3 separate regions of the Mus musculus genome follow, and regions 1 and 2 are each linked to region 3. Evidence: chromatin contacts called from public Hi-C and HiChIP or PLAC-seq data. All regions are on one chromosome and are shown on one strand. Each heading gives the region's core, a stretch centred on a gene start, on an enhancer-like site or on the middle of the called end of the contact. The rest is flanking DNA. Distances are from core to core; before and after follow the strand shown.

Region 1 (4,119 bases), core at 1,312-3,811, 95 kb before region 3:
GGATTTTATGGATGCATGATTTTAACCAAGGTTTGCCAAAAGTAAATGGCATGTGGAACACTCTTCAGCAAAAATAGTACTCTTTGTGGAACTCTATGTCTTTCAGAAAGTCTTTTTTAGTACAACTTCATCTTCTCCAAGTGTCTATCAGAATTATCGGTAGCTTAAGCTAAAATAATCCACTAGCCACTGGCAGCACTAAGCATCTCATAGCCAAGTGACACTCTCCACTAAGGAGGGATCGCTGGTCCTGACCTGAGCTTCCTAGCCAGAAAAGACGCTTGTTTAACAGAGCTTCAGCCACAGCAGGCCAAGAAATTCAAGAAATCAATCCAAGATGACATCTTGTCCTGGGTCTGTCCTTTATGGCAGCCACCTCCTCCCTTCTCCCATATCTTATCCTTGACCTCTGTATCTAAAATGCTATTCAGCATTTCCCTGCTGAGCCGGGAAGATAGAACCAGTGTAGAAAACTAAGTGGTCATGATATCTATGACTTCATTGTAGTAGCATGCATTCCAAACTGCAGCTTTCCCAAAACAATGTTGTACAAAGTCCATCTCAAGTTTACTTGTACAACAGTGACGTCAAAGATAAGAATTCTCAGCCTGATGTGATATTAGAAATTGCCCAAATTCATAAAACTAGAAAGTGCAACTAAATTCGATGCTTAAGCAATGTGCAATTTGGTAATGATCAAAATCAATTTTAAGACAGCTATTCTGTCAGGTTTGACAAATGAACCTTGTCCATGACAGCAGTTAAGTTTATTTTACCTGACCCGTACACTTACCAAACACACACACATTATGCAAGGGTTGTCTGTGATAAATGGAATTTGGAGGACCTCCCCTTCATTTTCACATTTTGCAACAGACCCTGAAATGAAGATAAAAATACTTTTAATTTTAAATCTTGCTTAGTGGTGTTATTATAAAACCTTACCTTCTTAAGCTAGTAATTGGAATTATATAGTGTTTCAAATGCACCACAAACAAGTTTCTTCAAATCTATTTTAAATAGTTTTACTTAACATGGTTTTTTTTAAGTCAATACTTCGGTATATAGATCGGTTTTCTGTTTTCAGTTGATTTAAGCACATATTTAATACCACTAGTGCTCTGAAAGATATCTCAACTGCACATGGACTAACACACCAAACTAGGCACTAGGGAAGATTTTAAATTTGAACGAAATTCAGGACTGTGTCAAAGAACGGGCCTTTCAGGTGGATCTGCCAACTGTTGTGGGTTGAAATGCAATCACTTTTTGAAGCGCAATCTCTTTCCTCTTTAAAATATTCTCTTTTCTGCACCAGGTGTCAGTAAAGCATGTCCTTCAAAATAGAAGCCGAGGTCTTCACCTGCCTGAAAACCTGTAATTATCATATCATGCTATTAGTAACCTTTAAAAATAAGATCGCTTCTTTACATTCAAGGTCTGGAAAGTCATGTTTTAAAGATGCTGCCTAGCACCGTGGATTTATTGGAATCCTATGGTGTTGAGAAAAGAGGATGTGCGGGAAACGGCGCGGTCTTTTCCTTAATTGCACAAGAGTGGCTACGATTAAAACAAGGATTGGGGAAAAAAGATTAAATATAAATCAAGGAATTTCCCAACTTCATATAGCAGGGTGCCTATTAGCACTCTGTCAAAGGTAGCAGTCTCTCAGTCCCCCATCTCTCTACCTCTTCATAGCCTTCCCATCCCTTTTCTCTAGGCTTCTCCGCATCCCCACCGCCCGCGAGAGTCAGGCAAGGTGCGCGTTCCTCGTCCTCTCATCCCCGGTCTGCCAGTGCCTCTTCTCCCAAGAAACCACCCAGAGTCCCGGAGGACTGGTCCCTCCCGCCCCCACCCCCCTACCTGTCAGGAAGGAGGAAGCCAGAGACATGGGGACCCCGGAGCAATTGAGCAGCAGCAAGACGCAGCAGGTAATCCCAGGCGAGCGTCGGCAAGGACGCTCAGCCAGAGCCCTGACGCTGAAGAACCAGAGCATCGTCACCTGGAGGGAATCCCGGGCGACTGCAGGTCCCGCGTCGCCGCCTCTGCTCGGCAGCCGCTGCTCGCAGTCAAAAGGGCTGTGGGCCGGCGTGCCGGGAGACAGTCGGCTGAGGGAGGCGGGCGCCCGGAGCGGCGGGGGAGGAGTGGGGGCGCCCCGGGAGGAGGGGTCCTGCGGCCAGCCTCGGCCAATGCGGCGGCTTTTTTCTAAGGGAGTTGCTCTCAGCGGGTTAGCCGTCAGCCCCTCCGCGCCAGAGCTGGGCCGGGAGGAGGGGTGGCTGAGCGGCGGGATCTGGGGAGCGGCGGCGGCGACTGCCGAGTGCGCTCGCAGCTCTGGAGCCCGGCTGAGCTCCGGCTCCCGCACGCGCAGCTCCGGCCCGGCCCCCGAGCGCGGTGTCCGGCCCGCGCGCTTGCTCCGTGCGGGACCGAGGGGCGTACTAGGCTCTGCGCGGAATCCGCAGGGTCGCACGAGGGACTACGATCCTGGCGCCGGAGCTATGCCGGCTCAGAAGCGACAGCGGCGCACGCGAACGCCCAGCCAGGCGGTCTAGCCCAGCCCCGGCCACCGGCCCCGGGGCGCTGCCGGAGCCTGGAAGGCGCGTCTCCAGCGCCCTGCGCACCGCCTCCTCCCGCGCAGAGGAGCCGCCCCCAGCAGGGATGCCACTACCCGCTAGCGCCCGGAGCAGAAGACCCGGCGCTTCCCGCTGCCCCAGCTTCGGAAGGAGCCACGGATCGAATGCAGGAGGGTCCCTCAACTTTCCACAGCCCTTTGACTCCCTCGGGCAAAGGCGGGGGACTCACGAGGCTGAGGGGACAGAGGGACGAGTGACCTTGGAGATCAGGTTCCTGTGCTTATGCCTCTGTGGGCCTGACATTAGGGAGGACAGAAGTTGGAGCGACAGAAAGGGTCGGCTAATGCACGCACAACGGCCAGAGCCTTTCTCCCTTAAAGCGTGGATCGGTGGCTCAGACTCCGCCCTTCCCAGCCGGAGCTGCCCGGGCCAGGGAGGTGCGTTAGACTAATCATTCATTCACTCGCGGGCCAGGGAGGGACCGCTGCCGCTAATCTCCACGCAGGCCGCCTTCGCGGCGGCCGCCCAGCAGGGCACGCGGTGGCAGCCGCTACCCTGCAGCGTTTCTTGCTTGGGCGGCCCTGATGTCCCCCAGTCTCGGTCTTTGATCCCCTCGCCCCGCCACCCGGTACCCGCTGAGTCCCAGCATCCCTCCCACGTCCTGCCCCCCCCACACACACACACACCCGCCCTACACGCACCCGCCAAGCAGTGCCTGGCTCTACTCAAAAGGGGTGCTAATCTAGAAAAGAGAATTTTTATAACTACATTGGGAAGGTGCCAGGTGAGAGTGAAAGGTGCTTGGAACCAATGATCAGCTAGCCTTCTTTGGAGCCTACTGTGATCACATGCTCCCACCCACACGAAGAACAGCCAGCCAGCAGGTGCCCACCCCACATTAGTTCCTGAAGCGCCTTGTGGATCCAAACTCTAATTGCTGACAAGCCTAGTTTTCCCCTAGTCTCTGGCCAGTTTTAGGTAGCATTTGTAGCTGTAGTGAGAAACTCCTTTGACAGTCCTCAGATACACTCCTCTAATGTCACCACATTTACCTGCCCCTGCCTGCCATCCGCATGCTCATTTGTTTTTTTCTAGAGATTTAAAGGGTGCTTTTAGTGAGTGCATCGTGGCCAACATCCCAACACAAGGACCACATCTCTGTGACGTGGACAAGTGGGAGGAAGGAACGCTGTCATTAGCTTAGCATGCTCCATTTCCCTCTCAAAACAGATTTTGTGTAAAATTTAAATTAAAAGAGACAAGAGACAATGTGGTTACATGTTTCCCCCAAATAACACCATGGCTAGATGCCTTGAAAGTCAAAGTGTTGATTGAATGTTTCGCTGACTCCCTGAGTCTACAGAAATGTCAAACTGTATACACAGAGAGAGAGAGAGACAGAGACAGAGTTTTACTTCCCATAAGAACTAATTAGAAGAAAACCTAAAAGTTAAAAAATAATAATTGCCACAGAAAAGTACATTCAGTAGGAACCACTGTCCCTGCTCTCTAAAATGATTCTCCTTCAATAAAGTCTCTAGATAAATGT
Region 2 (3,719 bases), core at 740-3,239, 77 kb before region 3:
ATGTTTACCAACTTGCAACTTATGACTTGCTCAGCCTGCCTTCTTACACAACCCAGAACCATCTGCTCAGGGGTGGCACAGGCCACAGTTGGCTGGAACTTCCCACATTAATAATTAATTATTTAGAAAATGCCCCAACGGACATGTGCACAGGCCATTTCAATGGAGGAAATTCCTCAGTTGAGATTTTTCTCTTCCCAGATGATGTTAATTTGTGCCAAATTGACAAAAAAAAAAAAAAAAAAAAAAAAAAAAAAAAAAACAACCAGTACACTGGGTGATTGGCAGCAGCTCTACTAAGGACTGGGTGGGTGGAGTCAAGAGGATTTGCTGAAAGATAAGCACAAATAGTAACAAACTATCCTAAGATCTTAAACCCTATCTTTCAGCTAGCCAAACTTCTGTCCAACTTGGCTACCAATGTTGTCTTATTCCGTTTTCCCATTAACCCTGGGTAGGAATTATGATCTGCATCCTGTAAGATAAGGAGAATGTAAGGAACTCTGAGGGTTACATGAGGGCGCTAACTGGTAAGTAGAGGAGACTCTGAGAAAGGCGGAGGCCAAAATCTCACTTGCACACCATGCTGTATAGATGCTAAATTTCAGGGTCAATTCAGACAAGACAAAATAAAAGACCAAGCAGAGCCTAATTTAGTCTCTTACCTTTAATCTTTACTTGTGGGCTTGCTTGGTTGCTAAAAGTAAATTAGCACTGGGCTATCATAATGAACTCACCCCAAGAAGGAAAGACTTCCTACCAGGAAGAGTATGGGAGAAATGAGTTCACCTAGCTCTTTGAAGCATTTTAACAACCTGAAATTGCAGCAGTAGGTATCTGCTAAGGCCGTTTCAAACTGGGCCACTTGCACAAAAGGCCAGACTGCAGGACCCCAGAGCTGCTCCCAGGGGTCTGGCTAACTACATAAGTGGCTCCAGAGAGTTCACAGGAAACCTGTGCCCCGGAGGTAAGAGGGCTGAAAAGCATTTGCCGTCCAAATGGGAAATGAAGGGGGGGGGGGGGTGTAAGGCTGTCAGCTACAAATGAAGGATGGAAAGAGAACAGATTAGAACCTAGGAGCCAAGTTAGGGGAGGTATTGATAAGGCAGCTGGTTCATCTGTGTGGCCAGTTTTGTCTCAAAGGACGCCAGAGGGATCAAGCCAAGAAGTCTGTGCAGAACTGCTGCCCTGTATTTCCAAGCCAGGTTACTGGAAAGTAAGAATTTAGCCTGCATTCTGCTAACTATTGGTGCATAGCAACCCAGAACAACCAATTTATTATGATCATTGAGTCTGCACCGTGGGGATTTTTTGATAATGTGCCATAGCTTAGCCTGCAGCCACTCCAAGATGTCTAGAGTGTCCCCTGTGAAGATACAAAGACAGGGATGGTGTCCTCTCTTACAGCACTGTGGTCTAGAAGCATTTGAAAATGTCTTCTCTCGTGTCCAGTGGTTACTGATGCCTTTGGGTCGGGACCTCGTTTGGGGCTGTTGAACAGAAAGCACACCTTTGCATGTGACCTGGGCTCCCTCACAGCCAGCATGTGCCGCAGTATTCAGAATGCCTACGTGGAAGCTCCGAGTTTAGAAGACAAGAGCCCCAGGAACTAGGCTGACAAGCGAATTGATTTTTCTGAAGATTTCTCAGAAGCCTGCAGTCCCTTGCGCACGTTATTATTGCTCACAACAACAGATAAACCCGGTGATTTTAAACAGCCTCCTTCCAGAAGAGCAGTGTCAAAGAATGCTTAACTCCGCAGCTGAGAATCTGAGGAGAGCTCTGCAGGCTGGGAGCCGGCGCTTACCGCAGCATCTGGGAAGAAGGTGGAGATGGGATGTGAAGCCCGCCCAGCACCAAGAGGAAGCCTTTCCTCTATGCCCAGGCCTGCCCTCTCCCTTTCCCTGTCCCTTCCTTATCCTGGGAAGCCCTGTGGTTTCGGCCTTACCTAACTTGGCATCTCTGTGAGGGCTTCATTACCCTAATAATAGACTTGCCAGAGTAGAGAAAAGCCTCATTCTGTTTTCTCTTGGAGCTCTGTAGCCAGCAGAGGCTCCTTCCTGCTGTTGCTGGGCAACAACTACCTCTCCAACCCATCTCAACCCCCACTGGCTATCTTCAGGACCAACAGTGGTTATATTTCTAGCCACCCCAGGTTTGAGTTCTAACTCCACAAATTCTCAGCCTCCACCTCTGGACACGATATACGGCTTCTTTAAATCTCAGTTTCCCCAAGAAGTTTCCTATGGAAATTTTACAAAGATTAAATAGGATACTGCCTGGCCGAAAACCGCACAGGAAATATGGCGCTGCCTTGATTTCAAACGGTTCTAATAAAACAGTGCATTGTGTTATTAACTGCCTCCTTACTCTATAGACTCAACATATTGGCCTCGTGGTCCCATACCTGCTGCACACCTCGGGCACTCTCTATCCTTAGTCCACTGTAACTTGATTTTTACTTCTGTGCAAGCATGTGGTAGTAACACAAGTCTCGGGATGTTTTTCCACTGATTAAATGAGATTATATGCACAAAGCTATTCTACAAAGCAGACCAGGCTCTCGTGAAGACTTAACTCTATTCCCTCTCCCATGTCACCTCTACCTCAGCGACAATTTTCTTCATTGATAACACACGTGCCATGCTTAAGAGGAAAAAAAGAAAAAGAAAACCCTGCAAATATAATATCGTCTCCCCAGCTCCATCTTAAAAAGCTCCCCCACCAATAAACATTCCCAAACTCTTACTCTTCCATCATAAGGGTCCCAGTATCCAGACCTTTTGTGAGGAGGAGGTGCTTAGAGATCACACATCTACCTAATCTGAAGAAAGCCAGCGTGACAGCCCATTAGGGATGGAGCAGCCCCTTTTTAGAGTCCTGGGTAGATAAGTCAAGATGGCTGGGCTCCAGCCCCCTGTGGAGAGACTGACACCTGCATAGCCATAGGACAGAGATTCAATTTCCAGCCTTTGTCCTGAAGCACCGAGGGGCACTGTGGTCAGAGCCTGGGCTTTCTCATTCAGGACAGAGCCAGGAGTGGAGGACTGTGGCTTCCAGGTGTCATTCTTCCTCTCCAAGTGAGAAAAGGTTTCAAACTTTCTCCTTCCAATAAGGATAGACCCTAAGTGATCACAGCCCTCTGGGTAGAGTCTTTGCCCAGGACAGCCACAAACATGCTCCCTGGCAGTGTAGCACAAACCCCTTTCCCAAAGTGACTGTCAGGGTTCCTTCCTCCTGGTTTGTGATGGAGAAGTTACTCATCACTGAAAGGAATCTGTTCCCACGTTTACATTCCTTAGGCTGCGATATGGCCCCTGGGAAACACTGGCCTGAAGGCTTCATGGGTCTCTTCCCTCTGTTCATCCCTACAACCTCCTGCTGAGAGAGAGAAAAGGGGGTTCAAGGCTTCACAGCCCTCTTGTTTTTATTTTTTCCTCACATGGCACCAGGTCCACACCGGTTTATCCACTTATCCCTTCAACAAACATTTAATTAACATTTATTCTGTGCCTGGCAGCGTGCTCGAACCATCCCAGGATAAACTATGGTGAATTAAGCAGGATACAGCTTTCAAAATGTTCTCTGTTGTTTTGTTTTGGTGGGAGATGACGGGCTGGCCTGATCCATGAGTATCAAGGACACATACATGTCTGGATATGAAAGTGCAGCTAGAGGGCTGGAGAACACAGCCCGGGAGGAGCTATGTCAGCCTGTGG
Region 3 (4,366 bases), core at 1,801-4,300:
ATACTGATTTCCTGCAGAACTGCTGGATTTCCATCTGGGGTTGAGTGCACAGGAATAGAAATACAGGAGTGGTTGCAGTACCAGGAAGAATTCTTAAGTCTGCAACCGCCATTTGCTGTGTACTTTGCAGACTCCCTAAGCACTGAGACACAGTGAGTACCGAGTCAGTGGGAGGTGGCCAGGCTGTATTTAGGTTTATCTTGGAAACAATGCAGGAAACTTTAGGAACAATTGATCCTGAAGGCACACGTCTTTGTGTAAAGAGATGAACTGGAGAGGTACCAGAGACCAAAGACAACCATGAATACCCATAAAAGTTTCTGGCCAAGCCAAAATTGTTGGAATAAGAGAGGAGGCTCCTAAGAGAAGCTGAGGTTCATGGCTTATTTACCAGGGAGAAGCCACTGTCTGAAACACAAGAGGGAGAGTCAGCTTGACTTCCAATAAGTGACATAAACAATATGTCATTGTTTCTAATAGAAAAAGTAAAGAAGGTCACACATTAGAAGATTCCCGAGGGTAAAGACCACAGCAAACAGAACATGGCACACAAGTGGCTCTAGGTAGAAAACTGCCTTTGGCGTAAATAAGTGGGAGTTCTGACAGTGTTCAGAATGCCAAAAATTTAGAAAGGTGTCTTGATGCTCGATGAACAGTACATTTACAGGACAGAAGGGAAATTGAGTCAGGCGAGTGAAGAAGATAAACATAAACAAGCCATTTGGCAGAATGGTCATGACCAAAGGTCGCTGAGCACCACAGACCTCAAAGGACAACTGATAGTAAGTATCAAGGCACGGGGCTAATGTAATGCAGTGGTCTGCTTAATTAATGGCCCTTATCAAGTTTTACCTTCTCTTGATCCTTATAACAAATCTGAAGGTAAAGTGGCTCTAAGTTGGCTGCAATGTGCAGTCCGGTTGGGCTGTGCTGCTGCTTCCTGTGATGTGAGTTCAATTCTACCAGGTCAACAATAAACACACTGATTTCAGTACTGATGTTTCAGAGAGGGAAAAGACCTGTACTGAAAATGCGAAGGATCCATGGGAGTTTGTAAAGGACCCACAGCCTCATGGTTTTCTGCTTGCAACAGTCTGCATCACAGTGTCCTGAGCAGAACTTGGTAAGGAAATTCAAGATTTTTCAAGAGTAATTTGACTCTGTGATTTTCTCTCTTGGCAATGACTTCCACCCCTAATCCTTCCATGAGCTAGGACTTCCCCTCTAACCTAGTCCTTTTGCTGTGTTACACTCAAGTCACTCTGAGCCCCTTACTTGAACTAAGCCTCATAAGCAATATTTGGAAAAATCTTATACAGATGAAACACTCGCAAAGGATGCCACAGGCAGCTGTGTTAAAAATTTAGTACAACTTTACATCCATATGACCCTAAGAGAGACGTGTTTCAATATCCCTGAGATCCAATATGCTCGTGTATAAAATAAGGTAAGAATCAACCAGTCACACCAGGGAGATTCCAGTCATTTTAAATAAGTTAGACTTATTTAAAGAGTTTTAAACAATACCCAACCTATTACAAATCCTCATTAAATATTAATTTATTATTTCCCACTTTTTCCGATGCTGAGAAACATTTTGCTCAACTGTGGGCTAAGAAGTGATTGGGCCCCAAACCCAAATCTTAACCATATCAACATTTTTTTTCTTTTAATTTTATACTTCCCCAAATATGGACATGCTCAAAGTCACAAGCTGTGTCTAACTCTGACAAAAGGAAAGGATTACTTAATAAACGTTATGTTCACAGCACGGAAGAATTTTGGGGGTAACATGTTTGATATTTACACATACATAAATACATACACATTGAGTGTGGTTGTGAGCAAGTAATTATGCCACTGAAGATTGACCTGGGGCTTCTGTGTCTGAGAGAATGTTGTCAGAACCTCAACAGAGGACACAAAAGCCAATGTAAGCAAAGTGCTCATTAGAAAAGCATTTGTGAGGAAGCAGAAGTGTAGCCCTGCTAGGGGGCACTGCAAGTGAATGGGCTGTGAGGGCCACAGTGGGGACAGTAGGGCTCTTCCTTTTGTGGACACAGAGATGCTGACTTGAGAGGACTTAGAATCCTTTCGCCACTTTTTACCTGTCGTAATTGGGGTCATGTGTATGATTGATGTGAAACTGGAGGCATGTACAATAGAGTCAATTTTCAGTTAAATTTGTCCACACTAGTAGAAAGACATATACGGCTCATCTAGTAGATGTCTTTGAGATCTGTTGCATCTCAGATGGTTTGTAGTTAGCTTTTGGAGAGGTGCGCAAAGACTCATAAATCCAAGGCTGCCATTGAGCTTGCTGTGAGGTCAAGGATGGCCTGGAACATCATCTTCTTGCTTCCACTTCCTGGTTGCTGCAGGCACTATCGTTGCCTATCCACATGGCAATGGCTTCGAGATCCTGAAGGCATCCATCCCCAAAGGCACAGACCCTTTACTTCTTATTGGACATGATTGGAGGAGAAATACAGACTGCTGTTCTCATTGCACATAGACTAAAAATTATATAGCATCGAGATGAAGTTGGCTGTTGCCCCTGATCCCTGCCTGCCTGCCTGCCTGCCTCCCTGCCTGCCTGCCTCCCTGCCTGCCTCCCTGCCTGCCTGCCTGCCTGCCTGCCTGCCTGTCTGCCTAGCAACCCTTTTCCACCTGGAAGCTCAGCCAGAGTATAGGGGTGAAAGGAAGTTTTCACTCCCTTCCAGAAGGTTCTGTTGCCATTTTTACCCCCAGCCTGGGTCCCTTCCCCCTGTCAGAACTGTGAAACCAGGAACAAAACTAAACAGCAATTAAGCAGGAAAGGGACGTTTTTGTACTATATCCAGGAAAAGTAGAGGTTAAACCTCACCTGCCTGGGGGTCAGGAGGTTATAGGTGTAGACTTGAGAGAAATGAAGGGGAAGGATACGTTAGCAAAGGGATGTGTTCCTGTCTTTCTGGGAATGAGCCGAGGTTTTCTGAGAATTCAGCAGCTCTTCTTCTCTAGTTCTTTCTAGTCGTTGCCAAGCAACTGTCAACTCTCTTGTGCTGGGGGTGCTATGTAGCATGCGGGAGGAATTATAACGAGGTTGAAAGTTGTCTGAAGTCTCTGGAGCCGTCTTAGATCCAACCTGTCCCTAATGTGCCTGAAGAGGGGTTTCTGCCCTAGAGGTATCCTGTCCTCAAAGAGAAACAGGATTCCTGTTAGGTAGGAAAAAAAATAAAAATAAACAGAGGTGTTATGCACTTGAGGGCATTGAAGAAATCAAAGACAGTATCCAGTGATCCAAGGAGACTGGGAAGCCCTGGACCCTTCACAGGGTCTGGAGGAATGGTAAGAGAGGCAGGCGGGCCCCGAGAGCACAGGATGGCCTGTGATAAGAGAGGCAGGCGGGCCCTGAGAGCACAGGATGACCTGTGACTGTTTCCTGGGCTGTAGGTATGATGTGCAGTTTGTAGTCTGCTTCTCTATGGTTAGAACTTTGGTTTTCTCTGGTTATTGAAACCATAGTAAGGAGACTGAAGGTGGTTGCACTCTTTCTGATGAATCTGGTACTTGGGTTGATAAAGGAACGTCAGTAAAGAGTCCGTCTCTGTTCTGGGGTGAGGAGTCGGGAAGACAGAAGGCTAGAGGGAGAACAGTCCAAGGTCCACAACAGCCTTTTGGACTTTCCAATTCCCTTTATGTTTGGGCTTCACATGCCAAAATACCGTACTTTGGGGTATCATTTTCTGAATACTGGCAAGTGTTACAGACCCTCTTGCATTGAGAGCTCCTGTCATAGAGGTCTAAGACTAAGGAATAAAAGCAATAATGATTATCATTTACCAGGGCCCACAATGTGCTGACTGTGCACCACTCACCATTATAGATACCATCACCAGAAGTTACAATTTCCATTTATAAGGTAGGATATTGGGCTTAGAGAGGTGCCAGGACTTATCTAAGGATAACCCCAAAAAGGTCTGGAATCGGTATCTAATTCTAGCTTTGTCCAATATCAAAGCCTATTCTCTCCCACGCCAACTGTGCTGCTCCAACTGAAGCTAACAGGAGTTAAGGACTTAAATGGTCTGGATTGATAAAAAGGTGAGCCACTGTGAAGCCACCCTCTGACCTTTAACAAGGGAACACGAGCTGCTTCAAAGTGGGTTAAGAAATGCTTTTGCCATGGCTACATAGTCTTTTATTTTTCCAGTTGTCCCCCAAACAAGAACAAAGGGTCACTCTTAGTTCACAGCAGGTAAATTTAGGAAGAAAAAAAAATTAAGAAAATATTTTTTGCCCACAGCATGGGGCTCCTCTATGGGATCCTATATCATGAAATGCTGTGGAGTCAAATATCAGGGCCTCGGCTCTGAAAGCGTTT

What was found. Hi-C and Micro-C count contacts between places; a contact is called where the count stands out from the background. HiChIP or PLAC-seq counts read pairs in DNA pulled down with a chosen protein or histone mark.
Region 1: a Hi-C map of forebrain shows a contact between it and region 3, with 4 times the contacts expected there. The contact joins the promoter of Bmper here to the enhancer-like site in region 3. A contact is called at or near these places in 1 of 39 promoter capture datasets (3T3-L1-derived adipocytes), 5 of 484 Hi-C or Micro-C datasets (the C2C12 cell line, the N1E-115 cell line, forebrain and 2 more), 3 of 115 datasets of contacts at active chromatin or transcription factors (embryonic limb bud, extraembryonic endoderm stem cells and neural progenitor cells) and 1 of 9 other capture datasets (liver).
Region 2: a contact with region 3 is called in an H3K4me3 HiChIP or PLAC-seq map of forebrain, with 3 times the contacts expected there. The contact joins two enhancer-like sites. A contact is called at or near these places in 1 of 39 promoter capture datasets (3T3-L1-derived adipocytes), 8 of 484 Hi-C or Micro-C datasets (the BV-2 cell line, the C2C12 cell line, brain and 5 more) and 1 of 115 datasets of contacts at active chromatin or transcription factors (forebrain).

Annotation. Positions count from the first base shown.
Region 1 is chr9:23,221,518-23,225,636 of GRCm38.p6, reverse strand. It overlaps Bmper (BMP-binding endothelial regulator), which reads right to left and starts at 2,561. Exons shown (of 15, transcript NM_028472.2): 1 at 1,864-2,561; 2 at 794-879. The coding sequence starts at 1,996.
Region 2 is chr9:23,202,726-23,206,444 of GRCm38.p6, reverse strand. No RefSeq gene overlaps it. Among named protein-coding and RNA genes, the nearest start is that of Bmper, 18 kb to the left of the region's middle. Within about 2 kb of position 1,989, at least 65 of the 459 cell types and tissues checked have an H3K27ac peak or open chromatin away from gene starts, as enhancers often do. A contact at or near this core is called in brain, cerebral cortex and forebrain, where this site is marked.
Region 3 is chr9:23,126,520-23,130,885 of GRCm38.p6, reverse strand. All of the region lies in intron 7 of Gm36743 (a long non-coding RNA gene), which reads right to left. Among named protein-coding and RNA genes, the nearest start is that of Bmper, 94 kb to the left of the region's middle. Within about 2 kb of position 3,050, at least 49 of the 459 cell types and tissues checked have an H3K27ac peak or open chromatin away from gene starts, as enhancers often do. A contact at or near this core is called in brain, cerebral cortex, forebrain and 1 more, where this site is marked.